Regions from separate parts of the Mus musculus genome. Here regions 2, 3 and 4 are each linked to region 1. The links are chromatin contacts, called in public Hi-C and promoter capture Hi-C maps. All regions are on one chromosome and are shown on one strand. The core of a region is the stretch at or near the end of the contact, and the rest is flanking DNA. Distances in the headings are between cores, read along the strand shown. Region 1 holds the start of Tmco4 (transmembrane and coiled-coil domains 4). Region 2 overlaps Cda (cytidine deaminase). Region 3 holds the start of Klhdc7a (kelch domain containing 7A). Region 4 holds the start of Iffo2 (intermediate filament family orphan 2).

Region 1 (3,273 bases), core at 310-2,809:
CCTGCCTCAGCCTTGGCACCACGCTGCAACAAGGAGCTGTGGTTTCACCATCAGGCCCTGCTGATCCTTTTAAACAAAGGCAAAGCAGGGCTTAGCTCAGAGGCAACCTGTAACTACAGTAAGGATGCAAGCTGTCACTTGCTTAGCAAACGTGTGTGACAAGGGCTTTAGAGCGACCAGCGGACAGGAGAGTTTCAGAAATAGTGCAGAGTCCTCAGCAAAAATCCATGTGACCTTTGCCTTACTTTCCAATCTTAACACTGATACATTGGACAAGATTTTTTTAAAAAATCAATATTGATATGTGGCTATGGACTAAAAGCAGAGGAGTCACTCGCAGTGTTCTCCCTGCGTCTTTACTGTCCCCAAACCCCACCTAAGCGATCACTTTGTTTTGAGTATGTCTTCTTTTCTAAAACTATTTTCCATATTGATTTTCTTTATCCATTGTGATTCTGTTTTCCATTAGAGAATGACCGTTTTTTTTTAACTTTCAGAGTTACATTTATTTTTTTTTAATATCAAGAACTTACTAAAATCAACTTATGCTGAAATTAAAAAAAAAAAAAAAACGGCAGCTGTCTCACATCTGAAAGGCTAAGGTAGTTAGTTGCTCAGGCTGAGGCTGGCTACTTCAGCTCAGGACCGCTTCTTAATCGGTGGCCTCTGGTCACTCCAATCCTCCATTCCTCATAGACAACAATAGGATCTTTTAAAATTCCATGATATTTGCGGGGGGCGGGGGGAGCGTGCCACCTTGGTATGGTTATTTCCCCAACTTAGTGATGCCCAGAATCTCAGCTAGAATCCTTCAACCCTCCACAACTGTCCTTTTTTGACCTACAATAACCTCCTAGCTCTTCTAGGTCCTGATTGGCCGATAGAGAGATCAGGTGATGGAGGCCCTCTAGCGTTCCAGTCGGATCCTGAGTCATAAGGCTCCCTGCTGGAATGCCGCACGTCTCATCTGTCCGCTCGAGAACTTTTTCCATTTCCAACTCCAGCCTATCTTCTCCAGGGGAAAGAGCAACGACGTCAGAGGTCATGGTGACTCAGATTCCAGCCCTGACCAGGATGGCCACCTACTTCCTCACCTGTAGATTAGGTGTGATGAAATTTCACAGGTTGCCTGGGCAACCAAGAGCCGGCTCCCAAATGAGGAGAGCGGAGGATGAGGCATGGGAGACAACCCCCCCTTCCATTCTTGGGGTCTTTAAGTTCTAGTGTGGGATACCCAGATTATAAATTGGCAAACAGGAAAACAATCAACTTCAGTGTTAAATACTACGATTAAAATATGGGCCCGAAGGCCTGGTGTGCTAATCCATAACCTTGCTGGCACGTAGTAGGTGCTCAGCAAATACTTGTTCAAAGACTAGAGCTGAGTGGGTGGCTAGTCTAACAGGAATGGAACCCCAAAACGGAGGCCCGTGGGACGGAAGAGCCACGGGTGCAACGACTGGCGAGCATTAGAGAAAGTGAAAGAACGATCAGAAGGCGTGGGTGTTGCAAATTTCACCGAGCAGTGTGCACAGGAGGGGGAGGCACCTTCTGGGACAGGCTCTTTTCAAGTGTGGCGGCAAAATTTGGAAGCTTCCCCTTCAAGTGTCTGCTCGAACTCCCCTCATGCCAGCCCAGCCCCTGGTGAGCACTCTCTGCAGACCCCTCCTGTGCCCCGCGCTCTCGCTTCCTGGGGAGCGGGAGACACAGAAGTGCGGGTCCCGTCCCAAGGCCAGCACCCGGGCGATGGCTTTGGTGGCTTAGGTGGCGGTGCGCCCGGCCCAGCCCGGAAGGCCCGGGCCCTAGGGCTGCGCAGGCGGGACCGGCCCGGGCCGGTGTGGGGCGGCTGGGCCAGGGAGAGAACAGGCGGGGAGCGCCAGGGCGGGAGCTGCGGGGCTGCCAGAAGTTCTGCCGTCGTCCCATCCGTCGCTGCCGCCTCCAGGTAAGCCCGCGGGGAGCCCCGATCGTCCCCACGCCGCCTCCACTGCGCTTCCGAACCCGGAAGTGCTCTCGGGACTCCTGAGTAGCTGGAGGGGAAACTGATGCCAACGAGCATGCCAGCGGCCCCCGCCTGCCAGCACAGCCCAGGGCACCGGTCGCTGGGTTTGAAGGGAAGAAAGGACCTTGCTCAAGGTCACGCAGGGTCACTGGACGCCCCCTGCGTACTGGGAGCTCCAGGCACCCACTCCCACCCTCTGTGTCTCCAGACTCAGTTCCCCGAGGCCTGGGAAGCCCTAGAGTCCCGGAAAGGCCCGGCCCCTTCCTGCTGTGACGGGGGCGTGGCTTCTCGCCCCGCTGCGGGTTTTTACAGAGTAGGGGACATTTCACATTACAGGTTTTTACATCCGGGAAAACTGAGTCTGGGAACAATGGGATGATTTTGGCCAGGACCAGGCAGTCAGAGCAAAGAGGTTAACTAGGGTGAGCTGACTTCAGAGTTTGACCCAGTGTTAGGTTCAAAACTGGCCTCCATGATGTCCTTGTCCTTGCCAGGGGTGACCCAGAGTAGAAGCTGGGGCTGGCTAAATCTGCAGGTTTGATCCTGAGGCCACTGCTGCCTTCAAGTAGGAGGGAACACACCCCTGTAGGGCTTCCCAGGACGCCACTCACGGGGTATATTTATTGAGCACCTACTATGTGTCATCGTGTAGGCTCTGAAGACACAGTAGTGAAGACTCCTCAGGGTGAATCAGCTAGGCAGAAAGACAAGGCCACCAAAATCCCCAATTACCCAGTATGTTTGAGAAGTCAGGAAGGAACCCAGGGCCCCATCCTCCTAGTTAGAACCCTACCAAACCGCCTGAACCTCTGGGCATCACCGAAGATGCTGCTTCCAGCCTCAGTTTCCCACTCCCCTGGACTTAAAAGATGCCCTCAAGGAACTTGAGCCTGGCTCTGCCACTTCCTCTCTGTGTCACCTTGGGTGTCACCCTGAACCTTCATTTCCTTATAACACAAGAGGATCATGGATTATAATTCTTCCCAGTGCTGAAGATCGTGTCAGGATGCTTCATGAATTGGAAAGCACAGTACCCAAATCAAAAGTAAATTAAAGCCAGGCATGGCGATGGTGGCATAGACCTTTAATCCTGGTGCTTGGGATTTAATCTCAAACTGTGAGTTCGAGACTGACTTGGTCTACATAGTGAGTTCCAGGGGACAATGAGGGCTATGTAGAGAAACTGTCTTTAAATTAGATAGATAGATAGATAGATAGATAGATAGATAGATAGATAGATAGATAGATAGATAGATAGATAGATAGAGATAGAG
Region 2 (3,113 bases), core at 310-2,809, 620 kb before region 1:
AGTCCCCAGTGACCTGGGAGCTAGGGCTTTTATCTGTCAGTTAACATATCTGGCAAGAATGATCAATAACCATCAGACAAGTTGGCTGCATCTAGACATCTCTCCCATGCTTTCCTGATTCTCCTCCCCAGGATACCTTTTATCCCTGGAGATCAAGGGTTTTGTGTGGTTTGTGCAAACCTTGGCTGCATACTGAGGTCATAGCTTGGTGAGCTAGAAACCTACTGACTCTGAGAACAGAGTCCAGTAGGACCTCAGGATCTCACCTGGCTCTGCCAACATCCACAGCACCCCATCCTTTGTGATCCCAGAGAGGGAACTGGGCTGCTCGGCCCTGGTCTGTGCCAAAAAGAGCTGGCTGGCCTTCCTCCTCTAAATCCAAGCTTTCTTTAATAATTCATTAGTGTGATAATGACTGCATTGCTGGCTGGGGGATTCGGTGATGGGCTAAAGATCCAGAGTAGGCCAGTTGGGTGCTAGAAACTGCAGGTGTTTGTGTAAGGAAGTCTGATGATTGCAGCAAGACCCAATGGGTCATGTTTAAAGGCAGGCGATGGGCAAAAGAAAAGAGCCTTCCATTGGGCAAATGCTAACGGAGCCGGCAGGCTATGGCACCGACCTCTCCTTCCCCAGAACACCATGGCTTTCTTGGAGCAGCTCTGCAATTGAGTTATTTCTCCCCATTTCTTCGTACGTGCAGTTCACATCCTGCTCAAAATGTTCCCAGCTCAGCCTCATTTATCCTCTGAAAACCTACGGGAACCAGGACAGCCCTGGGCTCCAGAGAAAGCCTGGAACCGAAGCCTTGCTTCCCAAGGGCACACCTGGCTCCAGTCACTGCAACATGACCCTCAGGACCCCCTCGGGGCCAGATGGAGGCAAAACGCAGGGTCTTGGAAAAGCCACAAGATCCCTTTCTGGTGCACAGACTATTGTAAACCTTTGCTGCTCTACCAGGCTGCAACTCCATTCACAGGAAGAAATGATCTTCTAGGGTTTGTGTCCCACGCTGCTTAAGACCAATGCTTGGTTAGCCGGCTCTGCTGGCTGGGTTCACTGTGTCCTGTGTCAATTTCTTTAACCAGTAACTTGCCAAGATTACTTCTCGCCCAGCCAATAAAAAAAGGGGGTACGCAAATGCAACTTACCACAAAAGCACAAAATTTCTGGGGATCTAAACTAGTAAAGAGTCCATTCACACGGGCTTTGGCCTAGGAGCTATACAGTCTGGGTCCAGTGCCAACAAGACCCCACCACACTCCAGTGGGAGGAAGCCCACGGGAGCCTGAGCCATTACATCTGAGGTACTAGAGAGCACTGACTAGAAATCTAGTTTAGTCAGACCCTAACTGGAGTTGGGTTAACTTGAGCCATAGTCAGTTCTTACATGACTGTCACCGAGTCACTGAGCCAGCTTGCTTTTGAACCCTGGTTTTGGCACCTTTATCTGGAGTTAGCAAAGCTCAACAGCTCGTTCTGCGCCCACTTAAAAAGAGCAGGCAACAGAGTCTGCCTCCTGGCACCGAGTGGCACAGAGGACTGTACCCTGGACTATGATTCTGGGATCAGAGTTTCGTTCCAGTTTTATCTACAGCCAACTTCCAGGAAAGTTCCTTAACTTCTCAGGCCTCAAGGGTTTGTTTGTTTGGTTGGTTGGTTTTGTTTGTCTGTAAAAGTGGGGTGGTGGCAAGGGAGTCCGTGCCCAATGACTCTCAGGTCCTCTGGCTGTTGAGTTTCTGTGTGACATCTTTCTTTTGTACCTCCAGGGATTTGTGTCGAAATTGGTGTTACTGAGACAGAAACGTCCCTGCTGTGCCAGTCCTCCTGAGTTTACCTGCTCTGTGGGCCAACCCTGAGGGTGGAGTCTGAGGCAGACCAGAAAGACAGGGAAAAGGAGAGGGATGGGAGCCACTCACTCGGGAGACTGGGGAAGCCTTTCAGCAGCTGAGAACGAAGAATACCAATTATTAGCCCAGGTGGTTTCAGATCTTTAATCCTAAGGGAGGTAGAGGCAGGTGGATGGCTGTGAGTTTGAGGCCAGCCTGGTCTACATAGTGAGTTTCATAGCTGTGTAGACTGCTAGGGACACAGAGTAAGACCTTGTCTCAAACAAAAACAAAACAAAACAACAGAAAAGAAGGAAGGGAGGAAGGGAGAAAGGGAGAAAGGGAGAAAGGGAGGGAGGGAGGGAGGGAGGGAGAAAGAAACCAGCTGAACCTGAGATCTCAAAGCTTCCAAATCCCTCCTCCAGTCACCACTGGGATAACAAAGTGTCTATTTCCTTTGAGAAGCTCAAGCCTAGGCTTTTGGGTGTAGCTCACCCTTCTCCTGGGCTGCTCTCTTTCTGTTAACCTTTGTACTTGAAGGCTACATTTAAAACACCTTTTAAAGGACTGGGAGACATGGGTCACTTGTTGCTCTAGCTAGAGGACCTGGGTTTGATTCCCAGCACCCACATGCCGGATCACAGCTGCTTGTAACTCCAGTCCCAGGAGATCCAATGTCCTCTTCTGACCTCAGGCACCACACATACCTCTGGTGTACAGACATATATAGCAAGCATGCAAAGCACCTATACACATAAAATAAATCTAAGAAGGATTCTGAATGTCTGTTAATACATTCCAATTCTGCTTCATGGTGGTTTTTCTTAAAATGCTTTTCCCCCAGCAAAGCCAAGAATTTGGTTTTATCTACATGGAGGCTCTAAAAGTTTACAGAGACTCCTTGGGCTCCCAGGGGGAATTCTGGGCTGTCTTCAGTTTCACTACCACTAATCAAACCCATTTATTATTTTAATTATTGTTATTTTTCCTTATGTGTGTGGTGGGGAAAATGTATGGGCTTTTGTGTGTGTGTGCATACGCTCATGTGCATTCGTTCATGTGTGCATGTGTTCATGTGTGCATATGCATGCAGGTATGTGTGCACACATGTGTGAAGGCCAGAGGTCAATTTTAGGCATCTTCCTCAGTCACTCTCTGCCTTAGATATGTTTTCAATCATTTTATTTTATGTGTATGGGTATTTTGCCTACATGTATGTCTCTGTACCATGTGCCTGTCTGAAGCCTGCAGAGACCAAAAGAGAGTGTTGGATCCTGTAGGACTGGA
Region 3 (3,008 bases), core at 75-2,574, 1.0 Mb after region 1:
AGCATCAGCCAGAGCTGCTGGGCAGGGGACTGGCCTGGAGTCAGCCTTCGACGTGGACTCCACGAAATAGTCATATACTCTGCCCTTCAGCCCTGGTCCCTCTGCCTTTTGTATAATATTCTCCTCCATCCGGATCCGGGCCACAGATGAGAAAGTATGGGAGGCGTTGGTGGCTCCTTCCTGCTGCTGCGTGGCCAAGCCCATGTCTGCAGCAGCCTGGAGGACCCCGGCCTCTCCCCTGCTGACCCCTGTCATGTGGGTGAAGATCCAACTCTGGTTCATGTCACCATTGACCAGTGTAAGATCAGTCCAACCGTTGGGGGCTTCCAGGTCCCCAGATCCTGTTTCCTCTGGGGGTCTGCTGTCTGGCCATGGAGAGAGCTTGTCACCCACACAGCTGCCACCCACTCCTGGGATAAGTCTGCCTGAGGAGCTCGTAGGTTCACAGCCTGAATGAGGGAGGTGGGGAGGGTTGGGCTTACCTCTAACATCTGTTCCGGCTTCCTGGCCACCACAGGGAGGAGGCACCTGCTGAGAGTCTGGACACTGCCTGCCCTGACTTTCATCAGAGCCTTTTCTTGTGGCCTCTTCAGACCTGGAAATGTCCAGGATGCAGGGGTCTTCTGGATCCACCAAGCTGTAGTCCAGTGAGGTCCCAGCCCCCTTGCTGGCCTTCCTGCGTCTTCGACCCCTTGGCAGGGTCCCCGGTGGAGCCTCCTGGAAGGCAAGTTGTCCCAAGGCCTCTGTTTCATTTTCTGCTTTGTGGTCCTTGTTGTTTCTCCCTGCCTGCCCGACTGGGGCAGGTCTGGACTTGTAGAGTTTGTAAGCCGCAGTTACCAGGAGCAGCGCAGCTGCGGACAGCACCACCTTGCTGGGCAGCTGCATGTCCAAATGCCAGTCCTGGCCCTCTGCTCCTTCTCCAGTGGGGAGCATGCTGGCCAGGGACAGAGGAATGCCAAGAATCCGATTAATGATTGCCCAATAGGGACCAGTTCCTGGATCCTGCTGTGGAGTGGGAGGGAGTCCCTAGCCGGATCTGGCCAGCGGTTGCTGGAGCAGAGGTGACTTTGAGTCCACTGAGTCGGCAATGGGGCAGGGGATGGCTAAGGTTGCAGCTGGCCTCTTTGGATCCTTGCCTGAAAGGAGGGAGGGTCCCGACTGGAGGGGCCCGAGCTTCAGATCAGTCACCTGCAGCCCCTGGTGGGAGGGAGTGTCCAACAGGGATTCAAAGAGGAAGGAATCTCTGAGCAGAACTGTCACCAGATGCCTAGAAGCCACACTGTTGGTCTGTGTGTGAGGGTGTTTATTTTCTCTTTTGCAAATCCTTAGGTTGGAAGCTTGGGGCAGCTTTTGCCTTGGTTCCCGGAGCAGGTGGAGCCACAGTTAACAGGCGTATGGGGATGGCCTTGGCCCTAACTGAGGGGTCAGCTTTTAACCAGCCAAGCAATGAAACAGTGAGGACGCTGGGCCTGGGCTGGCGGCCAAGCCACCTGACTGGGCCCTTGGCTGCCTCTGCCCTCCTCCTCTACTCAACAAGTTGAAGAGAAACTAGCTTTGCTGAAGCAGCCAGGAAATACAAGACCTTAGCACCCAGACAAAATGAGACCTTAGAGACCCTGCCTCCTCTTCATGATGAGCCAACCTCATAGGAAAAGAGGCCTGTGGAGGAGTGACTCCTCACAACCCCCAACCCACATCAGCACTGTGGACCCCAGACTCAAATCTGCCGTTCACCAGCTGTGTGACCTTGGGCAAGTAACTTTACTTCTCTGTGCCTGCCTGAAAAGTGGCGAGAGACAGAGGGTGACCGCATCATTAGCTCATCAGGTAGAGTAGTCAACATGCATGAAGCCCCATGTTGTTGCTAAAGCTCAGCAAGGCTTGGCTGTTTTTATCTCCCCCATGTGCAGGTTTTTTTACTGGTTCTCAAGGGTGGGTGCTGAGGTCACAGTTTTAAGGGAGGTAAAGTCACTGAGCAAGAGTGGGGGCCCAGGCCTGCTCTGGGTAAGCCTCCATCTGTGCCCAGGATTCAGGTCCTCAGCTGCCGAGATGCCCAACGCACACGCTCCACTTTTTAAAGGTTGTCTTCAGGTTGCAAAGTGAAAGGACGATCCAATTTGAAGGCCCAGGAACTTGGTTCTGAGGGTTCTGGCCTTGGGAAAACTCTAAACTTTTTTGTTATATTTGTGTGTGTGTGTGTGTGTGTGTGTGTGTGTGTGTGTGTGTGTGTGTGTGTGTGTGTGTGTGTGTGTGTGCAAGTGCATGTGTGGGTAATACACATAGGCACATGTGACATCAGAGGACAGCCCAAGGATTCTGTTCTCCTTCTGCCGTGCAAATCCTGAGGGTTGAACTCAGGCCACCTTGCTTGACTGGAGTGTCATCTTGCTGGCCTCCTGGGATCCCCTTAGGAGGTCCTTATGTGTGTGAGCCTCCACCCAACAGCCTCAGTTTACCCTTCTGCATGTGGCAGTCTAGTGTGCCCTACTTTGTTGACTCCTGCAGGCCAGGCCTCCTTATCTTTGCCGGTGGGGATCTTTCCAGCCGTCTAGGTCCAGTCAAACTCCAAACCTCCCTGGGCCCTGTACTGGCTAGTTTTGTGTCAACTTGACACAGGCTGGAGTTATCACAGAGAAAGGAAGGAGCTTCAGTTGAGGAAATGCCTCCATGAGATCCAGCTGTAAGGCATTTTCTCAATTAGTGATCAAGGGGGGAGGTCCCCTTGTGGGTGGGACCATCTCTGGGCTGGTAGTCTTGGGTTCTATAAGAAAGCAGGCTGAGCAAGCCAGGGGAGGCAAGCCAGTAAGGAACATCCCTCCATGGCCTCTGCATCAGCTCCTGCTTCCTGACCTGCTTGAGTTCCAGTCCTGACTTCCTTTGGTGATGAACAGCAACATGGAAGTGTAAGCCGAATAAACCCTTTCCTCCCCAACTTACTTCTTGGTCATGATGTTTGTGCAGGAATAGAAACCCTGACTAAGACAGGCCCCTTCCATGGCCGCCTTCCT
Region 4 (3,174 bases), core at 391-2,890, 600 kb after region 1:
CCAGGTAGGCTTGGGTTCCGGGGAGAAAGATCACCAGAAGGGAATGCCGGAGCGCAGAGCTAAGTCCATTTGGCAGGGAGCGAGGGAAGGCAACAAGACCAAACCTGAAACACAGCAGTAACCTCACAACACAGCACCACCCCAGAGCACCACACTCTTTCTCGTCTGTCACAAAGAGCACCAAGGCTTTGTCCTGTGAGACAGGGTACCTGCCTGCAAGCTTACGCACAAGCAGACAAGACGGACACATAAGCTAGTAACAAGACAATGGCGGTGAGAGGGGAAAAAAAGATGTGGCCGGAAGAATCTAAAACATACCACATATCTGGTTAAGAGCTGACGGTGTAAGCCACAGGCATTCAAGGTGGGGTCCTTCCCTTAGGAAGTTTGTGGTGAGGACCAAAGGCCAGCAGCTCGGAAGGCTGGGTAGAGTGTGTTTTGAGGTGGTGGTAAAGCTCAGGTCTCAGCGACCTTCTCTGTAAAATGAGGATAATACTTAAATAGGTGCCTGCTGTGAGCTAATGCTTGCAGTGGGTACAGGAGACACTTGGAGATCGCAGGGAATACTGGTTTTTAGGGTGGTAGGTGTGAAGGATAGATGGCTGAAAGGACGGAAGATGGATGGGTCCAAATAAGTGTCCTCCAAATAGGTGGTACTCCATATTGCAGCAAGGCATTCGGGAGAATTGATGGATAGACAGACCCTCTGCTCTCAGGGCTCAGCTACAGCGCCGACTGTGACAATGTGGTGATAGGTGACAGGAGATGGTTAGTCAGGGTTGTGAGGACAAGCATGTTGGGAGGCTCATTGCTTTCTCTTCCCCAGCTTGTCTCACATCCCCGCTTCTGGGTTTGCCGTGGACTAGCAGGCTCAAAGGCTGCGAGAAGCCCTGATCCTGCCTGGTAGGGGACAGGAAGGCGACCAAGGCCTCCGGAGGCTGGAGTAGGGGAGCTGGTTTTCATGCATCTTCGCACACTATGGTTGCCAGACCTTTGCAGGCCACAGTCACCCGCATGCCTGAGAATCTGGGGCAGGGAAATTTGGGACACGGAGGAAGGGCAAGCAGGTAGTCAAGCCCGCCTGGCACACTTGGTAGTGGAGGTCTCCACAGGCTGTCCACCTTTTCAAGAGGCTGCGGTGCCCGGCTCTGCCGCGTTCCCGGGTACAGTTTCGCATTCAGACTGCGTTAGATTATCTGAACCCCGCTAGGCCTGCAGCGCCGCACGCAGGCGAGGGTTTTCTGGGCCGTTGCTGGGCGGAGCTTGAGCTGTAGTCGAAAGGCTCCTCGCAGACGAGTGGCGCAGCTTGTGGGTGGGCGGAGCCCAAGGGCCGATAGGCGTGGCCGGGGCTGGAGACCTAGGAGCCGAGTCTCAGCGGGTGAAATCGCTGCAATGGGTTGAGGGGCGTGGCCTATGTCCGCAGAGGGCGGTCCAGGCTAGGGAGGAAGGCCTTCGCCTATAGAGGGCGGGCCGGGAAGGGCAGAGAGCAGCTAGGCAGGGGGTGTGGTCTGTGTCTGCAGAGGGCGGGCCCTGGAGGCGTGGTCTGTGCCTGCAGAGGGCGGGGCTCGCCGCAGAGGGGGCAGCGCCGGCTGAGAGTCCTCTGCGAGCCGCTGCTGCGGCCGGTCCACAGCAGCTCTGACAGTCGCGGCGCAGGCACCGGACCCCTCACCAGCCCCACGCAGCCACCGCGACCTCCAGCTCGTCCCACCATCTCTCCCGACGCAGCGGAGCCGCATCTGGCACCTAACACCACCCCGGCCGCTCTGGAGCCCGCGCCCGCCCTGGCCCGGCCGCGCCGGGAGCCCGGCCCCGAGCTGGAGCCGCATCTGGAGCCACGGGCCCGGGGCCCTGAGCCACGCAGCCGGCGCATGGTTAACTCGCTGCTGTTCGGAGAGATGGCCTTGGCCTTCGGCTGCCCGCCGGGGGGCGGCGGCTGCGCAGGCGGCGGCGGGGGTGGCGGGGCCGGGCCGGGGCCCTCGCCCGTAACGGCGGCGCTGCGGGACGATCTGGGTTCCAACATCCACCTCCTCAAGGGGCTCAACGTGCGTTTCCGCTGCTTCTTGGCCAAGGTGCACGAGCTGGAGCGGCGCAACCGGCTCCTGGAGAAACAGCTGGAGCAGCAGCAGAGCGAGCGCGATCGGCGGCTGCGCTACAAGACCTTCTCCCGCGAGCAGGCCGTGCAGACCGGGCCCGAGCTGCTGCGGCCGTCGGCTGCGGGAAGCGGGCAGGCCCTCGGCGCGGCCACCGGCGTCAACGCCAACGCGGTGGCCCTGGGCGGCCTGCCCCCCGGCGGCGGCTCGCACCCGCAGCACTACGGTCGCCTGCCCGGGACCATCTGGAGCTACACGCAGGTGCGGCGCACGGGAGGCGGTGGCGTGGAGACTGTGCAGGGCCCCGGCGTGTCGTGGGTACACCCGGACGGCGTAGGCGTGCAGATCGACACCATCACGCCAGAGATCCGCGCTCTCTACAACGTGCTGGCCAAGGTGAAGCGCGAGCGTGACGAGTACAAACGGAGGTGAGTGGACGCGCCCCTCCTCCGCCGCTCTCAGAACCGGCAGCAGGGCCTGGCATATGGGCTGCGAACTGCGGGAGGACTAGGTCATCTAAATCCGCGAACGAGCGCAGGGAGCGCGGGATACCTGGGCGCCGACCCCTGGGGCCAGGCACATTGTTTCCCAGGGACGTAATAACCAGCGGATTTGTGGTGATCTCATTCTGTCCACATGACAGTGCGGTGTGAGGCAGCCTTGTCCCCATACTGCAGATGAGGAAACTGAGGTGAAGAGGTACCAAGTGTCTTGCTCAAGGCAGCTTGGCTAATCCGCGGTGAAAGTCAAGACTTGATCCTTTGATGGAAGTCATGGCTGGTGTGTCTCCTAGCCTAGGTATTCCCCGAGATGTTGGTGGTAGATTCCCTTTCCCATAGCAGGTGTAAAGAAAACAGTCTCAACTAGCTCATTGTCATTTTTTTTTTGTCCTTGAATTTAATGAGCTCACGTGTGAAGATGGATGGCTCTGTCCCTAGGGCCCCGGGGTCGCCTATCTTGTTCCAGGTCTTTAAGGCCAAGATCTCTGGCTTGCAGAATCAAAACCAGACACTGGCCTTTCAGAAATTCATCATCTTCTTCATACTCTCCCAAATCTCATGGTTTATTGGCTAGGTCCCATGAA

Evidence for each region. Hi-C and Micro-C count contacts between places; a contact is called where the count stands out from the background. Capture Hi-C pulls out chosen DNA fragments and counts their contacts.
Region 2: a contact with region 1 is called in a Hi-C map of liver, with 2.5 times the contacts expected there. The contact joins the enhancer-like site here to the promoter of Tmco4 in region 1. A contact is called at or near these places in 4 of 39 promoter capture datasets (the 3T3-L1 cell line, liver and stem cell-derived epiblast-like cells), 2 of 484 Hi-C or Micro-C datasets (both in liver) and 4 of 115 datasets of contacts at active chromatin or transcription factors (astrocytes, bone marrow-derived macrophages, embryonic stem cells and 1 more).
Region 3: a Hi-C map of liver shows a contact between it and region 1, with 5 times the contacts expected there. The contact joins the promoter of Klhdc7a here to the promoter of Tmco4 in region 1. A contact is called at or near these places in 4 of 39 promoter capture datasets (embryonic stem cells, liver and stem cell-derived epiblast-like cells) and 1 of 484 Hi-C or Micro-C datasets (liver).
Region 4: a promoter capture Hi-C map of adipose tissue shows a contact between it and region 1. The contact joins the promoter of Iffo2 here to the promoter of Tmco4 in region 1. A contact is called at or near these places in 1 of 484 Hi-C or Micro-C datasets (liver), 1 of 115 datasets of contacts at active chromatin or transcription factors (large pre-B cells) and 1 of 9 other capture datasets (adipose tissue).

What each region holds. Positions count from the first base shown.
Region 1 is chr4:138,971,346-138,974,618 of GRCm38.p6, forward strand. Tmco4 (transmembrane and coiled-coil domains 4) reads left to right here and starts at 1,560. Exons shown (of 17, transcript NM_029857.3): 1 at 1,560-1,942.
Region 2 is chr4:138,347,337-138,350,449 of GRCm38.p6, forward strand. The region is part of intron 2 of Cda (cytidine deaminase); the gene reads right to left. Among named protein-coding and RNA genes, the nearest start is that of Cda, 19 kb to the right of the region's middle. Within about 2 kb of position 1,560, at least 8 of the 459 cell types and tissues checked have an H3K27ac peak or open chromatin away from gene starts, as enhancers often do. A contact at or near this core is called in liver, where this site is marked.
Region 3 is chr4:139,966,702-139,969,709 of GRCm38.p6, forward strand. It overlaps Klhdc7a (kelch domain containing 7A), which reads right to left and starts at 1,325. Exons shown (of 1, transcript NM_173427.2): 1 at 1-1,325. The coding sequence starts at 933. It overlaps Mir2139 (microRNA 2139), which reads right to left and starts at 919; the gene lies at 825-919.
Region 4 is chr4:139,573,080-139,576,253 of GRCm38.p6, forward strand. It overlaps Iffo2 (intermediate filament family orphan 2), which reads left to right and starts at 1,641. Exons shown (of 9, transcript NM_001205173.1): 1 at 1,641-2,518. The coding sequence starts at 1,869.